2 separate regions of the Sus scrofa genome follow, and region 2 is linked to region 1. A link is a contact called in public HiChIP or PLAC-seq data. All regions are on one chromosome and are shown on one strand. Each heading gives the region's core, a stretch centred on a gene start, on an enhancer-like site or on the middle of the called end of the contact. The rest is flanking DNA. Distances are from core to core; before and after follow the strand shown. Region 1 has its middle 22 kb from the start of RND3. Region 2 holds the start of MMADHC (methylmalonic aciduria and homocystinuria type D protein, mitochondrial).

Region 1 (5,033 bases), core at 2,488-4,987:
ACCAGAACCCTCTTCCTTTTAATCTAAGGAAAAATGTAAGTTTGCAGTTGGAGGACAAAGAAATACATTGCTTTCTTTTAATTTTTTTTTATTTTGAAGTTGTATTAAAGTACGGTTGATTTACAGTGTTGTGTTAATTTCTACTGCACAACAAAGTGATGGGGACATTTGATTTCATCGACAGAATTGGACTCATGGTAGTTCTCCATAGAGTTACAAAGGGAAAAAAAGGCAATCATTTGCAATTTGGTCTCCTTTTTGTCCTCTGATACTTCTTTGCATCTGTCTTTGAGATTTGGGATGCGAGCAGAGGACTTCAATAATACTAACAACACAGGATGGAGAAGACTATTTATGTTGCTTATGTCTCTGAATTGTGATTTTATTTGTCTTTGTCTTTCTCACCCATTAATTCATAAGGACGAGGAAGAGATCTAATTCATCCTTCTCTACACACAGCACATAACATAGTGTCTGACACGTGGAAAATACTCAAAAAGTATTTGCTGGAAGTTCCCTTGTGGCTCAGTGGGTTAAGAACACAACTAGTATCCATGAGGATCCACGTTCAATCCCTGGCCTCGCTTAGTGGGTTTATGATCCAGAGTTTCTGCAAGCTGAGACATATATCAAAGATGCAGCTTAGATCTGGCGTTGCTGTGGCTGTGGCATAGGCTCCAGCTGCAGCTCCAATTTGACCCCTAGTCCGGGAACTTCCATATGCTGCAGGTGTGGCCCTAAAAAGAAAAACAAAACAAAAAAAGTATTTGCTAACTTTATCAGTGACTGGGTCCACAAGGCAAACGGTGTAGGCTGGTGGCTACAGCTCTGATTGGCCCCCTAGCCTGGGAACCTCCATATGCCATGGGTGCGGTCCTAAAAAGACAAAAAAACCCCAAAAAACCAAAGGAGTTCAGGAAATGGTAGGGAGACCGTTCGTATACGAGACCAGTGGGATGAGAAGCTGGTCCAGGAACTTTGGGAGACACGGAGTGAGGTGAGAAGAGCTTTCTGACACTCACTAGGATCGGCACAAGAGCCCTGCCTCAAAGGACTGATCTAGGTCTGCGATAGCAACTCTGCGAGCAAAGGCCATCGCCTCCTAGTCCGAAGGAGTCAGACGGAAAGGGGGAGAAAGAGGACAGTCTTGGTTAGCATACCTATATCAGTTTCCTACAAAGTGCCTCAGACTTAAGTGGCCTAAAACAACACTGATTTATTATCTTATGGTTCTTGAGGTAAGAAGCCTGTGAGCTTCCTGATGTTATGCGTGACATGTTCTGGTTGTATGGTTATATATGCACTTACACATTGTGTTGTTGTTGTTGTTGAGAAAAGGGGTTTATGGCTTTCATCAAGTTTAAAAAAAAAACCAATTTTTTTTTAATATTTATTTTTACTGAAGTGTAGGTCTTCAAGGCTGCATTCTTTTGGAGGTTCCAGGGGAGAACCCCTGTTCCTTGACCTTTCCAGCTCCCAGAGGCCAACTACATTCTTTGGCTAGTGGCCCCTCCCTCTATCTTCAAGGCTAGCAGCATAGCATCTTCAGACCTCCTTCTCCGTCCCTCTGCCGAGTCCCTTGTCACATTGCCACTGTCTGACTCTGCGTCCTCCTTCATCCCTCTTGTGCCTACATGAGGCCCACCTCGATAATCTAGAGTTATCTCCCCATCTAGAGATCTTTAACTGATGGCAAATGCAAAGGCACCATATAAGGCAACATTCACAGTTACTGGATATTAAAAGGCAGACTTGCTGGGGGCTCCATTAGTCAGCAGACCGGGGCAGACCTAGGTGGATGTAGTCGCACTCTGGCTCAGTGAGCAGATGGATGGCCAGGATGTTCAGCCTTCAGGCACCTGGGACCCCATGCTGTACACATGATGTCTGTGTCTACGGCAAGATCGTGTCATGGTGAAGAGCACAGAGGTCCAGAGCCAGCCTGCCCTGCCTGAGTTCTACTCCTGCTCTTCCACGTGACCTTGAAGAAAATTCCTGACTCCTCACCCATAAAATAGGGACCTTGATGGCACTTACCTTATTGAATAAGTTTGTGGTGTGGAGTGAGTTGCTATATAAACTGTTTAGAACTGTGCCTGGCACATAATTTGTGTGATTGCTGTGTTAGCTATCACTTTGACTGTAGAGCTGGCCATATAACAGATTGTGTTTTCATCTTTCACTGTGGAATGCCTTTCTGAAGTTTATTTGTTTTCAAATAGAGGTTCACTGTCAGTACCTCAGCACTCATGCAAGAAAGGCACTAATGGCTCCTTTCAAGAGAAACAAAATCAAAAACAAAAATCCAGGAGTTTCCCATGTGGCTCAGCAGTAACCAACCTGACTAGTATCCATGAGGATGGAAGTTTGATCCCTGGCCTTGTTCAGTGGGTTAAGGATCTGATGTTGCCGTGAGCTGTGGTGTAGACATGGCTTGGATTCCGTGTTGCTGTGGTATAGGCTGGCAGCTGTAGCTCCAATCAGATCCCCTAGCCTGGGAACTTCCATATGCTGTGGGTGCAGCCGTAAAAACACAAAAAAACTAAAAAAAGAAAAACAGAAAAATCCCAGAGAGCATTGGCTTTGCCAATCCTACAAATTTTGTGTTAGGATTTATTAGAATTTGTATTCCCAGGGGGAGCAGAGACAAAGAGCCTTAGAATTCACTGTTAATGAATACTTTTTAAAAGAGCTTTAGACTCTCACTAAATACATATTTTCAACATTCAATAAATAATGGGTTCATCATCTTTGATCAAAGTGCTAATATAATTACCACCAACTTTTTTGGTAATCTCTTAAGGGTCAATTTCATTTTATAATTGAATTTTATTTCATTTATTTCAAACTTCATTTCATTTTCACTTTTCCAATGTGTTCATCAATTGAAGATTTCACAGAAAGTAAGCACAAATCTATGGTAATGCATGCACATTATATAACAAACAGATTGAGGGAGATTCATGTTCAACTGTGGAGGAATACTTTTCCCTATTGGACTTCTAACCAAACACATAAATCTAAGGTTCTTATGCAAATACTATGTTGATGACTGGCAATTTACACTGCTCTTCCATAATCACCATAAATGGACCTCAGGCACTAGGATGCTCTCGAAATACCTTTTGCACTACCGTATCAGAGCATTATAAATGTGGTGCAGCTTGTGGCTATGGCACTGTGTACCTGGCCGCACACTGGAATGTATCCTGCCAGCCAGGACCTATGACTCAGTTAACGACCATAGAAGTCAACTCAACCACATGGTGCACCGTGGTTTGTCTGTGACAGTCTCTAATAGATTAAAAACACCCTGGGACAGAGGTTTTGTTTTGGTCAGGATTATATGCCAAGCCCAGAAAAGTGGCAGACACATAGTAGGCACTCAATAAATATTTGGTCAATGGAAGGACAGAAATAAAAACTAGGAGATTTAGAAAAGAACGTTAATGTCAAAATAATCCATCACAAAGGACATGCAGCACTGAGTTTCAAGAGTCTTACGGGATGAGGTGGCTCTTTGTATTCCTTCTAATAAAAAATAATTCCCTGGGTTATTTCTAACTTTTCATTTAAGGTACATTCCCATCAGACAAGAATCTTCAAAAGCAACTATTCCTATTTCTGGAAAAGATTAATAGAAGTGAGACACAATTAGAGCCTTACTCAGAGTTTGAAAACCACCTTTTAGTATTTAAAGAGGCATTAATCATGATCATTAATCAATAGAAAGGAATGTTCACAGAATACCTAGAATAAATGTTTGCTGAAGCAAAAAGTCAGAGGAGAAAAGGAAGGCATGCATGCCTAGGGCTGAAGACAAACTCTCTTCCTTTTGGTTTAACAAATTAAAGCTGCTGGAAAAGAACAATTCTCCAGAGGGAAACATTACTGTATAACCTATAAAATACTGCCAAGGTCAGCAGAAACTCAGCTGTTGGGTTTTTCCTCCCCTGTCAGTCACTGTTGAGAAACGAGTTTCTTGCAAGCCTGATTTAAATGTTACGCCTCAAAGTTACTCAACACTGAGGATTAGGAAAGTACTTTTATTTCCTTTACTATATGCCGACAAGAATGAGTTACAAATACTTTTGGTAAGGCTATGCTTTTAAAAAGACTTTTATAAGGCTATTCTGCAATCTCAAGGCTCTTTAATTTGTTCACTCATGCTAGAGACTTGCCTTTCCTTCTGGTTTGTGTTTCTGAGAACTATCCCCAAGAAAATAGCTATACCCCAGGTTTCTAAAGCCAATTTAAAGAATGCCACAGAGATACAGTTTTTATATGAAGTGATTTATCTCTGTAGGAACAGCAGTTTTAAAGTCCTTATGGAGTCTCTTGGGACCTGCGGAAAAGTTACACCTTCGAGTCTTAGCTAAAGACTGGGTTTATGGGCGGGTATCCAGGCCTCTCTTGGTCCTAAGCTATTCCGTGCTGACTTGTGTTGTCCAGTGTTATTTAGAGATGCCGCTACCATAAACAAGGACATTTTTATTTTCCTTTTTTTGTTGCTTTCCTTTAATTGTTGCCATACTTGGGTCCTGGGTCATCTAAACAATTGGCCTCTGTGATCAAGAATAAGCCTTCCAATGGAGTTCCTGTTGTGGCTCAGCTAGTCAAGAATGCGACTGGGGGAGTTCCTGTCATGGCACAGTGGTTAACGAATCAGACCAGGAACCATGAGGTTGCAGGTTCAATCCCTGGCCTTGCTCAGTGGGTTAAGGATCTGGCATTGCTGTGAGCTGTAGTGTAGTTTGCAGACGGGGCTGGGATCCTGAGTTGCTGTGGCTCTGGCATAGGCTGGTGGCTACAGCTCCAATTCGACCCCCAGCCTGGGAATCTCCATATGCCTCGGGGCCTCGTTCAGTGGGTTAAGTAAGGATCTGGCGTTGCTGTCAGCTGTGGCGCGGGTCGTGGCTCAGATCCTGAGCTGCTGTGGCCATGGCATAGGCCAGCAGCTACAGACCAAATTCAACCCCTAGCCTGGGAACTTCCATATGCTATGGTAGGGCCCTAAAAAGACAGGAAAAAAA
Region 2 (5,363 bases), core at 1,826-4,325, 760 kb before region 1:
GCATTTCAGTGACTGACTTCCAGGAACAAATGTATGGAGTCATAAAGAATGTATTCAGAAGAATGGACAAAGTCCACTGAAGTGGGTATAAGGTAGTGTGGTGAAAAACAGGCTCCAAAGTTACCTTGTGAGCAACTGTAAGAGGCAGTTTATACTTGACGCAGACAGTAAAGGGCCTGTTACGTCAAGGTAATAAATCAGAATTTTAATCTGTAGGCAAGGAGGAAGTTTTAAGGAATGTACCACTACAGGCCTTGTAGAGAATGGACTGGAGTGGGATCAGAGAAGTGGTATCAAAGTGATTTACCAGGATGTTGAAAGAGTCTAGCCCTTGGAAACTTTAGAATCATTCTTTTTCCCTTTCACATAGTATCTTGAAATCCAACACACGAATTCTTTCTGACTGTATTTCTCATCTTAAACACAAGAAAACATCCTAACTGGGCTTTTTACCTCTCTAACTACTTCTTTACTATTTTTATCTTCCTTTGTCTTGCTCTACTCCCTAGTCACATAAAAACATCTACCCAACATTTCCCATATTTCTCTTTCTTTTATATTGCCATAAGATTTTTTTCTGCTAAAATATCCTTTTTCCCTCTCCTCCTAGGCCTGAAAAATTCTAACTCTTTCTTCAAGATTTGGATAAACAGAACCTCCTTTTTAAGTCTCCAAAATGCAATGCCTATTTCCGGAGCATTCTGCCCACCTGAAAATTTAAGCATCCTCCCTTGGGTATGTTCCTAACCTGCTTGAAGAGACAAAAATGATAATTCTCAATGAGCAACTGCGATATTTCACACAAAAGACCCAGATTTTGGCTGTTCTTAAAAACTCTGAAGATCTGGCAGCACTGGACTCACATTCCCAAGTGACATTTAGTTGGCCACACATCACTAAGGAAAGGTTTCTCCCTTTATACTGGAAATGAGTATTTCAGTTTGTACAAGTCCCCACCAAAGTGTCTTAATTTACCTGTTTAGCCTCTAAAGCATGGACATTTCTGACCCTTGCTATGTATGCTAACTAAATTGTTGAGGACACACACATGTGCATATTTCATTACTAACATCTATTCAGCATTTACAATGCATATAAGCTAACACAAATTTTTAAAAGTATATTTATTATTTTATGTAAACTTCTAACAATAAAGGATTTATAAAAGTATTTTTCAAAATGCCCTACTGAAGTAATTTATTCATTCAAACCAAAATAAAGCCAGGTTAAATATTAGCATCCTACCTTAATTAATACTTCTTTGAGAGTAGAACACCATTCTTTTACAACATTCCCTTCCTATGATTATGCCTAGGTAAAAATTCATCTTAAAACATGGGCCAGACTTGTGGTCTACTTTTATGACTTGGCCCTATAGTCTCATCCTTACACTATTACTATATCATGTTCAATTACAGGAATACTATTCCTGTTAATTGTTGTCATATTAGTCTTCCTAACATGTAGCTCTAATTACATCACCAACATTTAAGGAATAAAGTCCAAATTACTGAGTTTGTTTGGATCCACAATCCAACCTCATTTCCCACTTATCTCTTTATATTTTATCTTACATTAAGGAAAATAGACCTGAGTTACCGATTTTTGAAAAGAGGGGAGGGTGTCACCGAATATTCCTGCTATTCTGCCCACCCAAACCTCAGATTATCTAAATCTCACCCATCTTTCAAAACTCAAATTAAATGCTTCTCTGATTAAGTGAACCCAAACCCTACATAGATACTGTGCTCTGAATCTGCACTGTACCTTTGGGTAGCTTAAAAAAAAGTTTCTATTTTTATTGTAACTGTTTTCACATATGTCTTATGTCCTCTACTATATGAACTCCTTATGGCAGGATGTGTCTGAGTAATCACTGGACAGTTAAAGTTAGTAAATATATCTGGTCTATGGGAATAGTATCTCTTAGTCTCATTTTGTAGTATTTGTAACGTTATTTCCTGTACTGAAACTGCTACAAAACCTTCAGTTGACCTAACCAAAGAAACAGAAAACGTCTTAAAAACAGATTCTAAATATTTACTGAAATGGCTTTTAAAAATGTTGAAAGGATGCTGGTACCGAATTTTTTTCTAAAAACGAATCTGTAGAATAAATACACCTGTATTGAAAAGTTTAAAGCATATGAACCTAACTGCACACCCTTTTGCTTCTCTTAACATTTCTGATACACTAAGCATGAGTAACATTGTGCCACCAGTATCATTATAAGTAAACCCTTCCACTTTCCTAGCAAGTTCCCAAACTATTTCATTACCATACTGGTGCTTAAGAGACTGATTTACTCACATTGGCCATTTCTGGCGGAAAGGGCAGACGCAAATTATCTTTCCTTTCGTAAAGTTATGCCTGGGAAAGGACAAAACAAAACAGGCCGGTGACGGATTCAGCTCTGACAGACGGCTCGGGTAACGTTCACCACTGCCTGTGTCCCTCCACCGTCAAAGGCACCGAAGTGCAAGCTCTCCCCGTCCCCCAAGGAAGCCAGGATTCGTCCCCAGCCCCTACAGCGCACAGACCACGGTCCAGAGGCCGTGCAATTCTCGGCCCGGTCTGTGTCCGCAGAACACAACTCCGACTAGATGGGGTAGACTGAGAGACCGTCCACCAGTACGGAATCCTGAGGCCCCGAGCAGGTTGTTAACACAGGCCTGACCACAGCTCTAAGCGAGGGTGGGGAACGTGGAGCCGTCCACCGGGACAGCGTCCTGAGGCTCCGAGTAGGTTTTTTAACACAGGCCTGACCACAGCTCTAAGCGAAGGTTCGAGCAGCGCCGAGGGATGAGAAAGCAAAAAAAGTCCTAAAGACAGGACGACAGGATGACTGGGGACAGCGACAGGAGCCCTCTCGGAATAGGGGCAACACTGAAAGCTGGGGCACGAAGACTGGCGAATTTGGAGAGAATAACGCGGGTGGAAACAAGCCGTACCAGTCACCACCGCCGCCGCCTCCAGCTGTCCCAGCGCTCTACGCTTCCCGTCTTCAAAATGGCGGCGCGACGGCGGCGGGGTGAGCGTACGGGGGCAGCGAGCAGACTGAAGGAGTTGCTTCCGAGCGCGTCGATGGGCAGGATCGTCGAACCACCGCTGCGCACGCGCACAGTAGGCTTCCGTAGCGCCCCTTCCATTGGATAGTCCCGCCTGGCTGTGGGAGGAGAAAAGGTGAGTTGCGGTGACAAGACGGAGGGCTTGTGAGCTGAGTTTTGATGGGTCTTTCCTCTTTCCTTAACTCAGTGAAATATTTGAAAGCCTTCACTCTCCCTAACACTTTCTTTTTGCTTCTAGGAAGTATAGTCCTCTGTTCTTTGTAACGTGGTTTTTTTTTTTTTTTTAGTTTTTCGTGACTTACTGTTTTTGAGAATAGGGCATTTATGTTTTTCTCTTAATAGGCTCAGTAAATATATATCAAATGATGGACCTAGAGATTATCATACTAAGTGAAGAAAGCCAGACAGAGAAAGATAAATATAATATCAATTATATGTGGAATCTGAAATTTGACACAAACTTATTTACAAAACAGAAACAGACACACATAGAACACAAATTAATGGGTTCCAAAGGGGAAGAGGTTGGGAGGGATGAATTGGGAGTAGGGGAGTTAACAGAAAGGACATTACCATATATAAAATAGATAAACAAGGTTTATTGTACAGCACAAAGTACTTTATTCAATATCTTAGAATTAACAAGGAGTTGAAAGAATATATGTCAAATGACTTATTTATAAAGAGTATATATTTTCATTTGTCAGTTATACTTAAAAAAATTACCCTAAGTCCATACTTTATTCATGCAGATATTTTTAGCTGGGTCATGGTGGGCAAGTTTCTTTTTTTCTTTATGCGTTTAATTTCCTTACTTCTAAAACAAATAATAATAATGCTTAACTCGTAGATTGTTTCTGAAGACTAAATCAGTTCATCTATAGCTAACACATTATAGCGAGCACGCGCATGCACACACACACACCTCATAGCTTGAGAATCATAGAGGGTTCTGAGAAAAACCACTGAACTAAGTCTTGAAGTTACTTACACCTCGTTATTTTTTCATGCCTCATAATTTCTCTTTCAATTTGGCTCACTTGTCCAGGTTATATAATAAGATTTCTGGTTGAATGATATTCGTAAGCTTTTTGAATCTGGGAACCATATGTTATTCATTATTGCCAGGACAGAAAGTCCTCTGTCAGGTAGAGGTGGAAGTTAAGAGTCAGTGGTCAGTGGAATGGCAGGAGGCTGTCAGGAATAATTTCATAGTAGAAGTGGTGCTTGATCTGTGTTTTGAAAGATGAGTAGGTTTTTTTTTTTTTTTTTCCCTGAATGCCAAGAAAAGACAGAGGGGTGAGGACATTTCAGTCAAAGGAAGCTGTGTGGTCAGAAATAAGGAATTCAGAACACTATGGGCAGTTGGGAGATCCACAAGTAATCAAGGGGTTGAGTTGGAGGTTGACAGGGGCCAGATCATAGTTGGGCTTCAGTGTGTTACTAAGGTAGATTAATCCTGGAAGCAGATTTATGTAGAATTATGGCATTATCAGATTTGTGTCTTGGGGAGATCTTGGCCTTCAGTATAGCAGATAGGTTGGAAGGATGTGGAATTGGAACTGAATCGAGTGGTTAGGAAACTATTGCTGTGTCCATGAGAGCCTGATTTAAAGGTGAGGGGAAAGTTGAGGAATCAATACTGCATAGCTATCCATTAGTTGCAGATGAGGAAAAGGACAAGTTGAAGAGGACCTTCTAAATTTTTGACTTAAGATTTATGGTGAATGGAGTTGCTTTTGCTGAGATTGGGAATCCAGTGATAGTAATTTGTGAAATGTATGTTGTGTGGTGGCACTTGGGATTTTCCCATTATTTATTTTAATTCTCATAACAATCCAGAAAATGGGTGTGTTATTATCCTTATGTTAAATTTGAAGAAAATAAAGCACAAATAGATTACATGTATCACCAAAGCTTCCAGGGCTGGATTTAAATCTAGTCTCTTTGGGAGTTCCCATCATGGCTCAGTGGTTAATGAATCCAACTAGGATCCATGAGGTTGTGTGTTCAATCCCTAGCCTTGCTCAGTGGGTTAAGGATCTGGCATTGCCATGAGCTGTAGTGCAGGTTGCAGATGCTGCTCGGACCCTGTGTTGCTGTGGCTCTGGCGTAGGCCAGCAGCTACAGCTCCAATTTGACCCCTAGCCTGGAACCTCCATATGCTGCAGGAGCAGCCCAAAAAATGGCAAAAAGACTAAATGAATAAATAAATAAATCTAGGTCTCTTTGGTTTAAAAATAGTGTTTTCTTTCCCATAGGTGTTGTCTCCTAGGAGGAAAACAGGTTTTAGGA

The links. HiChIP or PLAC-seq counts read pairs in DNA pulled down with a chosen protein or histone mark.
Region 2: an H3K27ac HiChIP or PLAC-seq map of alveolar macrophages shows a contact between it and region 1. The contact joins the promoter of MMADHC here to the enhancer-like site in region 1. A contact is called at or near these places in 1 of 5 promoter capture datasets (fetal skeletal muscle), 10 of 47 Hi-C or Micro-C datasets (alveolar macrophages, embryonic fibroblasts, fetal skeletal muscle and 5 more) and 1 of 2 datasets of contacts at active chromatin or transcription factors (alveolar macrophages).

The regions. Positions count from the first base shown.
Region 1 is chr15:1,735,020-1,740,052 of Sscrofa11.1, reverse strand. No RefSeq gene overlaps it. Among named protein-coding and RNA genes, the nearest start is that of RND3, 22 kb to the right of the region's middle. Within about 2 kb of position 3,737, at least 23 of the 83 cell types and tissues checked have an H3K27ac peak or open chromatin away from gene starts, as enhancers often do. A contact at or near this core is called in alveolar macrophages, fetal skeletal muscle, liver and 1 more, where this site is marked.
Region 2 is chr15:2,496,792-2,502,154 of Sscrofa11.1, reverse strand. It overlaps MMADHC (methylmalonic aciduria and homocystinuria type D protein, mitochondrial), which reads right to left and starts at 3,075. Exons shown (of 8, transcript XM_003133258.4): 1 at 2,952-3,075; 2 at 2,311-2,370. The coding sequence starts at 2,319. LOC102159998 (a long non-coding RNA gene) reads left to right here and starts at 3,058. Exons shown (of 4, transcript XR_002339312.1): 1 at 3,058-3,183.